3 separate regions of the Sus scrofa genome follow, and all the other regions are linked to region 1. The links are chromatin contacts, called in public Hi-C maps. All regions are on one chromosome and are shown on one strand. Each heading gives the region's core, a stretch centred on a gene start, on an enhancer-like site or on the middle of the called end of the contact. The rest is flanking DNA. Distances are from core to core; before and after follow the strand shown.

Region 1 (2,815 bases), core at 90-2,589:
AGGCATTAGGAACCTGGTTGTGAGATCTCCAAGGGACATTCAGTCAGCCACTCAAGTGCTATGCCCACACTCTGTAGAATTTATGCACAACTGGATACTATGGGAAGTTTCACTTTTTCAAAAGCTTTGTCCACTTAATTTTTTAACTTTATCTCTGGGAAACTAGCAGAGAGAGGCTACTGTGTTTGAGGATGGAACATTTATCTTCAGATGACTTTGAGGGTTTTGTTTTGTTTTGGCGTTTTTTGTTTTTTTTTTTTTTGGCCAGGAAGGAGCGGTCTTTCATTTTCCTTGGGAGAACAGTTAGTCCCCAGTGGAGTCCACCCCTCTTCCACCCCATCCTGCATACATAGACAGTGCACCTAACTTTCCCTCCTTGTCTCTTCAGGCCCCTTCCTGATACCTCTCACCTCCCTCCCTTCTTAAAAATGGTAGAAGTGAGGCACTTATTACATTTTTAAAAAACATATAATGATAGGCAACATTTTTGCAAATATCGTGTGCCAAGCAGTCAACGGACCCTGTTCACACTCCTAAGAGATGAAGCCATCACCTTTCACAGATAAGAAACAGACTCGCCGAGCTTAAGAAACTTTTGCTTTGGGTTACCCAACTAGTACGTGGTCAGAATCAGGATTTAGAACAAAGGGCTCCACTGGCTTCAGGTGCCCAAGATCCGAGCCTTCCACTCCTCAACGTCCTAAATGCGGACGGTTCCTTACCCAGGTGCAGGGCAGGAGCCAATAAAACGGGTGAGCCAAGGTCCCCCCCACCCCACCCCATCTTCCTCTGAGCAAGAAAATCTCAGAAAACGTTGGATGGGGTGAAACAAGAAATATCCGTCTGCGGTACAAAGGAAGTGGGGAGAAGTCTGACCCAGGAATCAGAAAGGCAAAATGGCAGGAGCCGACGCGTGTGACGCCGGGGGGCTGAGGCCTGCGGGGACCCGGCCACGCCGAGGCCAACCGCACCCGCCCGGGGACCGCGGCGACGGGAGCCCCAGGGAGGTAAGAGGCCCAAGAGGCGCGTCGCCTGCCCCCCACCCCCCACCCGGGGCCAACGGTCCGGACTACAGACGCCCGGGACTCACGGGTAGGGTCCGCTCGGCCAAGCTCCCGGGGAGGCCCGCCCTCGGCCGCCCCGACCAGGACGGGGCTGCCCGGGAGCATCCCCAACGCAGACGTCCGCCCGCCGGGCTCAAGGGGCTCCGAGCCCATTCCAGGGCCGCAGCGCAGCGTTGCAAATGGAATAAGAGAAACACGGGTGGGAAACAAAGGCCACAAGTTGCTGGGGAGGAAAAGAGGGGAGAAGCCCTTACCTCATGATGGTTGGGTTCCGCGGCCGTGCAGGAAGGCGCCGGTCCCCTCGGGCTTTCTCCTCAGCACTCGGTTCCTGCGCGGCCGAGCGGCGGGCTCGCGGGCGCGTGCTCGTGCTGTACGCGTGCGCGTGGTCATGAGGGGACCGCGGCGCTACCTCCGCTCTTAGGCTGCAGTCATTGTCAACCGCGGACCGAGCGGGAAAAGGAAACTAGAAAGTGAATCTGATCCCCGGACAGGCGGAGTCCAGCTTGGGAAACAGAAAGTTCTGGAAGCGCTGAGTTGGGGGGGCCCCCGACCGGGCTGAGGAACCGAGGCAAGAGGTTTGCGCAGCGCGCGACGGGGTGGAGTTCATCCAGGGTGAAATTTGCAGCTGGGCTTTAGGACTTCTCTCTTCGCTCCTACCTGCCTCATTAAATTCGCGTGTCTCTCGATAACGTTTTTTTTTGTTTTGTTTTATGTTTTTTTTTTTGGGGGGGGAGGTGTTTTACCTAAAATGGAGATTGTTAAGCGTTATTTTTGTTGGGGAACGGCGATGCTCTTGACAGCTTTGTGCATCCTAAGCTGAACTGAAATCTTGATTCAGCAAACATAGGTGCAATGCTGTGCACTTGAGCCATAATTTCTATTGGGTAAATCTAGAGAAATTGTGGGATCAAAATGTGTAAGCATTCAGAGTTTTAGTAGCCATTGCTGAAAAGCTTTGTGAAGACATTTCTGCACCCCCACCCAAAATTGTGTGAAAGTTCCTTTGCCTTCCATGTCCTTGCCAACTGTGTTTCTATAATAAGGTCCCAGTAAAGATGGGGTGGTATTAGGAATCTAAGTAGAAAGTATCAAATGCCCATACACTAAAATTTTTGTCCCTTTCAAATTCAGTCATTCATTCAAGTTTTATTAAACAACTGCTAAGAGCCAGACATTGTTCAAGGTCCTGTCAATACAGCAATGAATAAAACAGACAAGCGACAAGTCCTGCCTTCTGTCTTCTGCATCTTGTTTCTGGTTATGCAGAGGGCGAAGACAACTCTCAAACCTTGAGAAAAAGTATTCATCATCAAAAAGACACTTATTACCACTTTTTTTTTTTTTTTTTTACCATTTAGTGACTTTGATTTTTAAATGAATGGGCAACGATATATAGTTTTTACTATTTGGTTAATTAAGAAACACTGACTTTGATTTTTCATTCAGTTTTGCTAGAAAAAATGGCTTGTAGGTCAAGTCAGTTTCTGCTCCTCGAGAATCATGTTAAATGTGGCTAACATTTAGGTACAGAACTGGCGTTAGTTGTGCATTTGGGACTTTATTATTCTCTTGTTTGGAATTAATTTCTAGTGTGAGAAGTAAAGATAAAGGGAGTTCCTATTGTGGCGCCGGGCAAACAAACCCGACTAGTATCCATGAGGATGAAGGTTCGATCCTTGGCCTTGCTCATTGGGTTAAGGATCCAGTGTTGCCATGTGCTGTGGTGTTGGTTGCAGATGAGCCTCAGATCT
Region 2 (2,815 bases), core at 206-2,705, 130 kb after region 1:
TGATATATGTTTTTTTAAGAAGAACATAAAGATCTCCACAGACCTCTAGGGCAGGGAGAAGACTGGTTAATATTCTGTCAGCTTGGAACTCCAAGAGCCTGTGTTTACTTGAGCAAAGCTGCTAAATGAAGTCATGACTCAGAGTGAAGTCATTTCTTCAGTCACCATAAGGGGGCACTCTCAGCTTTGACTTCAAACCTTTTCTGGGCCAGGCTGAGAACTGGGTTGATTTAGGACTCACTTGGTAATTTGAGGATTGGTAAGGCCAACCATGTCTGTGGTCCTTCTTATCGCAGATTATGACTAATTCTTGCCTAATGCATAACATCTGAAAAATATCCTCAAAGAATAACTGTGCCTCAAAAGGGACTTGAAAATAAAACCTTGCCTAATAGGTAAGAATGATCGGAACCTCAGCCATGAGGGAGGAAGTGGGGAAGGCTTTAACCAAGGCTTCACACTTATTAAGACTGTTGATATTATCTCCAAACAATGAATATTTTATGTTTGTGGGTATTAAAAGTGTTATTTTGTTAAATGTAAACATTTGAAATATCCTGTAATTTGAACTCTTGCCCCTTTTTTTTTTTTTTTAATTGGTATATGGAGAGATTTTCAATATATGACCCCTGAATGGCAACATCAGGTTATACTAATTCTCATTTTTTAAAAATTTGTCAGTGATCCATTCACAAGTACTTATTGTACTGGGCTAGGTGCAGATTTCAAGTTTAATTCCAAACTAAGTAAAACTCTTTGCCAACTTGTTTCAGCAGTACTAAAACAAATACTTCTGCATTTTTACACTGTGCCTTCCGGGTTCGTGACGCCTTCTCATAAGACTGATCTCTGCAACACCCTTTTGATGCGTGAGCAAGTGTTTTCTCTGCTTGACAGGCAATGGTGTGCTTTTAATGGGGATGATTTTATATGCTTTAAATATTTTAAGCAGGTTGAGAGTTCCAATAATATTCGTATAAGCACCACTTACAGGTGACGGATGGATCAAAACATAAAAAAAGTGTATAAAACCAAATATGCAGTAGCATCTGTGGCGGATAGGGCATCAAGAAATCTCTTGGGGGGTTAACAACCACCCCCACCCCCCATATTCATCAGCATCCTCCACTGTTCTGGTGTTAATAATTAATGTTTTCTGAGTCTTTTGTAAACAGCCCTATAAATGCAACTTTGATGCCCCATTTCAATACCAAATTCCTGTAGTAGAGATACCTACCTTGAAATTGACACTGGCTGGGTTTTGCTCTCAGTTTGGCTATAAGTTTCTATCGAACCTTAGTTGGTCTTGACTCTTCTGAGATGGAGTTTTCATCTTTACAAGGGGTTAGATTTTGATCTTTGAGATTGTTTCTTGAGTTTGATGTGTTACAGCTGTAAGCTGTTATGACATGTATCTCTGATACCCAGGAATAAACATTTCGGTTAGATAGATGCCAAGACAGTCTCACCTAGATTTGGAAAGAAAAAAAAAAAAAAAAAACCATAAAGGTACAGAAAAAGAGATGATGTCACTGGTACAAGGTTTTTTCAACTACCTTTTCTATTTTCTGGGGGGTGGGCATTATCCAAGATCTTTTGGTGAGGTGGTACCAAATAGCTTTGAGATTATGTTAAATATGTACAGACCTGATTGTTGTACTCTCAGAAAAGTGATTTGATCTCTACAGCAGTTAGGGAAGAAAGAATTCCTATTCTCCAACACTGTCAGAAAGACCACACCACGTTAAAAATACACAGGGAGTCAAAATCAACTGGAGAAGCACAAGAAATAATGTGGCCAAAATTCTGATACCACCAGAAGTCAGTTAAAAAAAACCAAAAAAACAAAAAACTCTTCCATGGAAAACCATCCCAGTGGGTAAGTAGAGCTAAATGACATCAACCAGTGCCCCAGGGGAAAAAAACAAAAAAACACACTCTTTTTTTTTAGCCTTGATCTAAAGCCAATATCTTCTAAAATGAGCATTGAGTCTACAGATACCTTCTGAACACTCATTATATGCAAGGTATAATGCTTGACATTGTGAGAAAAAAATCCTAGAAGTTAGACTCAGTGCCCTAAAAAGGTCTATTCATCTATCAGGTTGTTAAATAAATTTTGTGTAAATTCAGAGTGTTTTAAAGGCACATGTTTGCCAATTCAGGAAATGACACCCCTTTAGTCAAGACTAAATAGGGCTGTTTTATTTGGGTCCATTAAGTGGATGCTGGTTTTGGTTGGCCAACATGACGTGCCCACTTTTTCAGCATCTTCCATGACAGTGGACAGCTGATGAGAGCTTACCTGATCCCTGAGACAGTTGCACTTGCAAATTGGACACAAACTTCTGTCCTAGATGGTTTCATGGGCCGGAAAGGCGGAGAAGCTGGTGGCTATTTTTCAGAGTGCTGTGAGTGAGAGGGGAGAGCCTGGGCCAAGGAGGCTGAAGCTGTGGCTTCCAGGTCTTGCTGCACAGGATTTTCTGGAGAATATGCTGACAGGCTTAGTAATAAAGGATGGAAGAATCAAATAAGGAGAAGAACGAGTTGGTTGGGGCTGGGGCTCAAAGGAGTCAGTCCTGATAGCAGTCTATTAGCTAATTAAGCCACCCACTTAAAAAAAATCTGAGAGCATCCAAAGCATTCAAGCATGAGAGCTGAAACCACAAGAAAAGAACAGCATGTGCTAGAAGGAAATTTGAAGGTTGACAATTTATGTTGAGGGCGAATTTGAGTGAGTGAAATTTTACTTCTGAGCAGAATTCATTTGTAAGTCTGAGAAAGTGAACTGGTGATGGTCTCTCTCTAGAACACT
Region 3 (2,815 bases), core at 88-2,587, 110 kb before region 1:
GAAGCGCTGATTCGACTCCTAGCCTGGGAACTTCCACATGCTGCAGGTATGGCCCTAAAAAGACAATAAACAAACAAACAAAAAAAATAAAATAAAACAATTGCTTTGGGCTTTGCTAGAGCCCCTATAACTAGTGACTTAGAAGGAAGAAAGCCTGTGAAGTTTTTTTCTATTCTTCAAAACTTTTTAAAGGAACTAGTTGTCCTACATTATTTAAATGTAAAGTGGGGCTTCTTTGCCACCCACAACAATGTTTAACTAAGAGAAGAATTTTTCTGACTTGCAAAGGTATTCAAGCCTTTAACCTAAAGACCTTCACAGATGAGAGCCCGGAGCTCACCACTGCCTTAATATTTTAAGTCCCTTTTGAATGTTAATGAATTCTTTTACAAGCCATATTTGCTAATTCTTCTGTGTGTTTTAGACCAACTTCACTAATCATTACTTACAAGTAACCTAGAGGATTTTGCAAGTGAAAAGAGGACCTCGATCCAGATTTATAGTGAAAGAGCAGGAGAAGGAGGAGAGAGGAAGGGACAGAACAGCCAGAGTGTAAAATGAGGAAGGGCTTTGGTAGTCTATTTTAAAAATACCCTAAGGTATTATGTGGCCACTGAGCAGCACAATAACTTTCTAGCCCCCTTCTCAAATTTTCCAAAAGGTCGAACTCATTTTGAAACTTTGACATACAACCGACTGAACCACCTACGGATTCTTCTTAGAAGCCTCCTGGGGTTGGGCCTGAGGTTTTGCATTTCAAGCAAAGTCCCAGATGATGACAGTGAGTAGCAACCATGTCGACCCCAAGAAGTTAAAATCAGACGTAGTCAGTTCCGAAGCCTTTGCTCCTGACAGGGAGCCTAATTTACAGGAAGGTTAGCAGGGCACCTGTCTACCTGGGGTGCCTCTTGGTGGTCTCCGGTAGCTCCTTCGTCAAGCCAGGGAGACAGCTGACTCTAAGGGGAGTAGGGCGAATCTTCGCACAATCAAGGGCAGTACCGTTTACTGGGGGCGTGTAATCTGCGCCTCACTCATTTTAGCCTCAGCAACCACAGGAAGTGGACAATTACTATTGCCGTTTTGCAGGTGAAGAAACTGAGGCTCAGAGATTTAAGTAACTTGCCTAAGGTCCCGAGGTTTTCAGAAACACTGAATCTAGGTCCACCTTACTCCAAGAGACGGTGTTTTAACGCTTGGCGGCCTGTTTCCTGTGCTGTGAAACGGGACGGGCTGGCTAGCAGAGACTAGACCCCTGCCAAATACACCTCAGGGAGCCCTTGGATGCCTTCTCCAGAGCTCGCTCTTCGACCCTGCAGGGGAAAGTTCTTTTTGAGAACACTGGCCCTCCACTGCTCGCCTGGGTCGCGGGCACGCACCGCTGTTCCCCGAGAGGGTCGGGCAGCCCCCAAGCGAGTTGGCTCGGGTCACAGCGGGCCGGTCTATTACATAACCGCGGGGCGGCCCTCCTCCCACGCGCCCCTCACCACTCTCCAGGGCGCCGGACGTAGTGCGGAGCCCGGTGATAAGTCCATTCACCCGAGGGGCAGAGAGTCCACGGCATAGCTGGGGGCGCTGAACTTGCCGGTGCATTTCCGGGGGAGTCGAGCACTGCAATTCTCCCCTCCACGCTCTCCGCCTCCCGCACGGCCTGCGGGGGACCCCCAGCTCCTGCCCCGCCCGTGCCTCCGCCCCGTCGGCTCCCCGCCCTTCCGAAGCGCGGACCGCGGAGCCTGGGGCTGGGGAAGGGGCCACCGCGCGGGCACGCGGCACGCTGGGTGCGCCCCGGGGGCATGTCCGCGCGCCACCGCCCGGGCTGCAGCGGTCCACGCGAGGTGAGCATGTGGCGGGGCCCGGCGGGCAGGGGAAGGGCGGACAGGGGGTCTGCAAGGTCTGGGCGGGCAGCGGAGCACTGGAGCCTGGCCCGCCGGGCTGCTGGGGCGCAGTCTCCTGGCCGGCCACTCTGGCGCCCGGATCCCCAGCGCGGGGGCCGGGGATCCCCCCGGCTCACCCCCTGCCTGCTTCCCGGCTCGGCTGTGCAGAGGACGCAGTGGCACAGGTGACCTGGGCATCCTGCGCTTGGGCGGCGGGCTCTAGGGCTGGGTGGGCGGAGGTTGGCTGAGGGCGCTCCCTTGGCTCCCCTCCGCCCCCGCGCCCGGAGACGCTGGGGGAGCCCGCCAGCGCAACCCGGTCCCTCCAAGCGCCTTTTGGGTCAGGCGGGAGACACGTGCCCACTGGCCCCGACTACGTAGGGCCGGCCCTCGGGCAGTTTCTGGGCAGGTGGCTGGAGAGGGAGCGGCTTTGATCCTCATCTCCTGGGGTTTCCAAATGCAGACTTCTCAGGCAGGGGAGACTGCCTTTCTTCTGGATTACGTGTCCAGAGTATCTTCTTTCTATCTTTTTAACTCTTCCTCATGTCCCTCATGGGGAGGGGGGGGGCAAAACCTTCAATTGACTTAATTTCTGTGTTGCTTCTTGACCTTAAAGAAAATCAGTGATATCTGTAGTGCAGACTCAGGGAAAGGTATTCGTGGCAAAATTTAAAAGCACAATTCCAGCAAGTCCTGGGCTATTTGGTTAGCCTTTGGGTTTCACAAATCAACTTTCTGAACCTCTTGTAACTTATTTTTTTCCTTAAAAACAAACAAACAAACAAAAAACAAAGTGTTGAGTCAGTTGGGACCTGGTAGGACACTGGTTTAAGCCTTCCATTCTGAAGGGACTCAGAATTAGTTCAACTTAATGTTTCCTTTGCTCGAGAGCTGGGCATTCTGGTGGCTCCATCAGCTTAACCCAGGAGGAAAGTCTTCAGACTTCC

What was found. A called contact is a pair of places that touch in the nucleus more often than the background predicts.
Region 2: a Hi-C map of skeletal muscle shows a contact between it and region 1, with 5 times the contacts expected there. The contact joins the promoter of CH25H here to the promoter of LOC100151816 in region 1. A contact is called at or near these places in 5 of 5 promoter capture datasets (fetal liver, fetal skeletal muscle, liver and 1 more), 22 of 47 Hi-C or Micro-C datasets (blood, brain, embryonic fibroblasts and 13 more) and 2 of 2 datasets of contacts at active chromatin or transcription factors (alveolar macrophages and skeletal muscle).
Region 3: a Hi-C map of fetal liver shows a contact between it and region 1, with 2.0 times the contacts expected there. The contact joins the promoter of SLC16A12 here to the promoter of LOC100151816 in region 1. A contact is called at or near these places in 3 of 5 promoter capture datasets (fetal liver, fetal skeletal muscle and liver), 2 of 47 Hi-C or Micro-C datasets (fetal liver and undifferentiated spermatogonia) and 1 of 2 datasets of contacts at active chromatin or transcription factors (skeletal muscle).

What each region holds. Positions count from the first base shown.
Region 1 is chr14:101,253,342-101,256,156 of Sscrofa11.1, reverse strand. It overlaps LOC100151816 (interferon-induced protein with tetratricopeptide repeats 5), which reads right to left and starts at 1,339. Exons shown (of 2, transcript NM_001315572.1): 1 at 1,319-1,339. The coding sequence starts at 1,323. It also overlaps a transcript of LIPA not described here.
Region 2 is chr14:101,127,262-101,130,076 of Sscrofa11.1, reverse strand. It overlaps CH25H (cholesterol 25-hydroxylase), which reads left to right and starts at 1,455. Exons shown (of 2, transcript XM_021073089.1): 1 at 1,455-2,815. It overlaps LOC102164066 (a long non-coding RNA gene), which reads right to left. Exons shown (of 6, transcript XR_002338591.1): 3 at 2,306-2,503; 4 at 1,238-1,469.
Region 3 is chr14:101,366,872-101,369,686 of Sscrofa11.1, reverse strand. SLC16A12 (monocarboxylate transporter 12) reads left to right here and starts at 1,337. Exons shown (of 7, transcript XM_013983535.2): 1 at 1,337-1,832. LOC110256785 (a long non-coding RNA gene) reads right to left here and starts at 1,176. Exons shown (of 3, transcript XR_002338770.1): 1 at 1-1,176.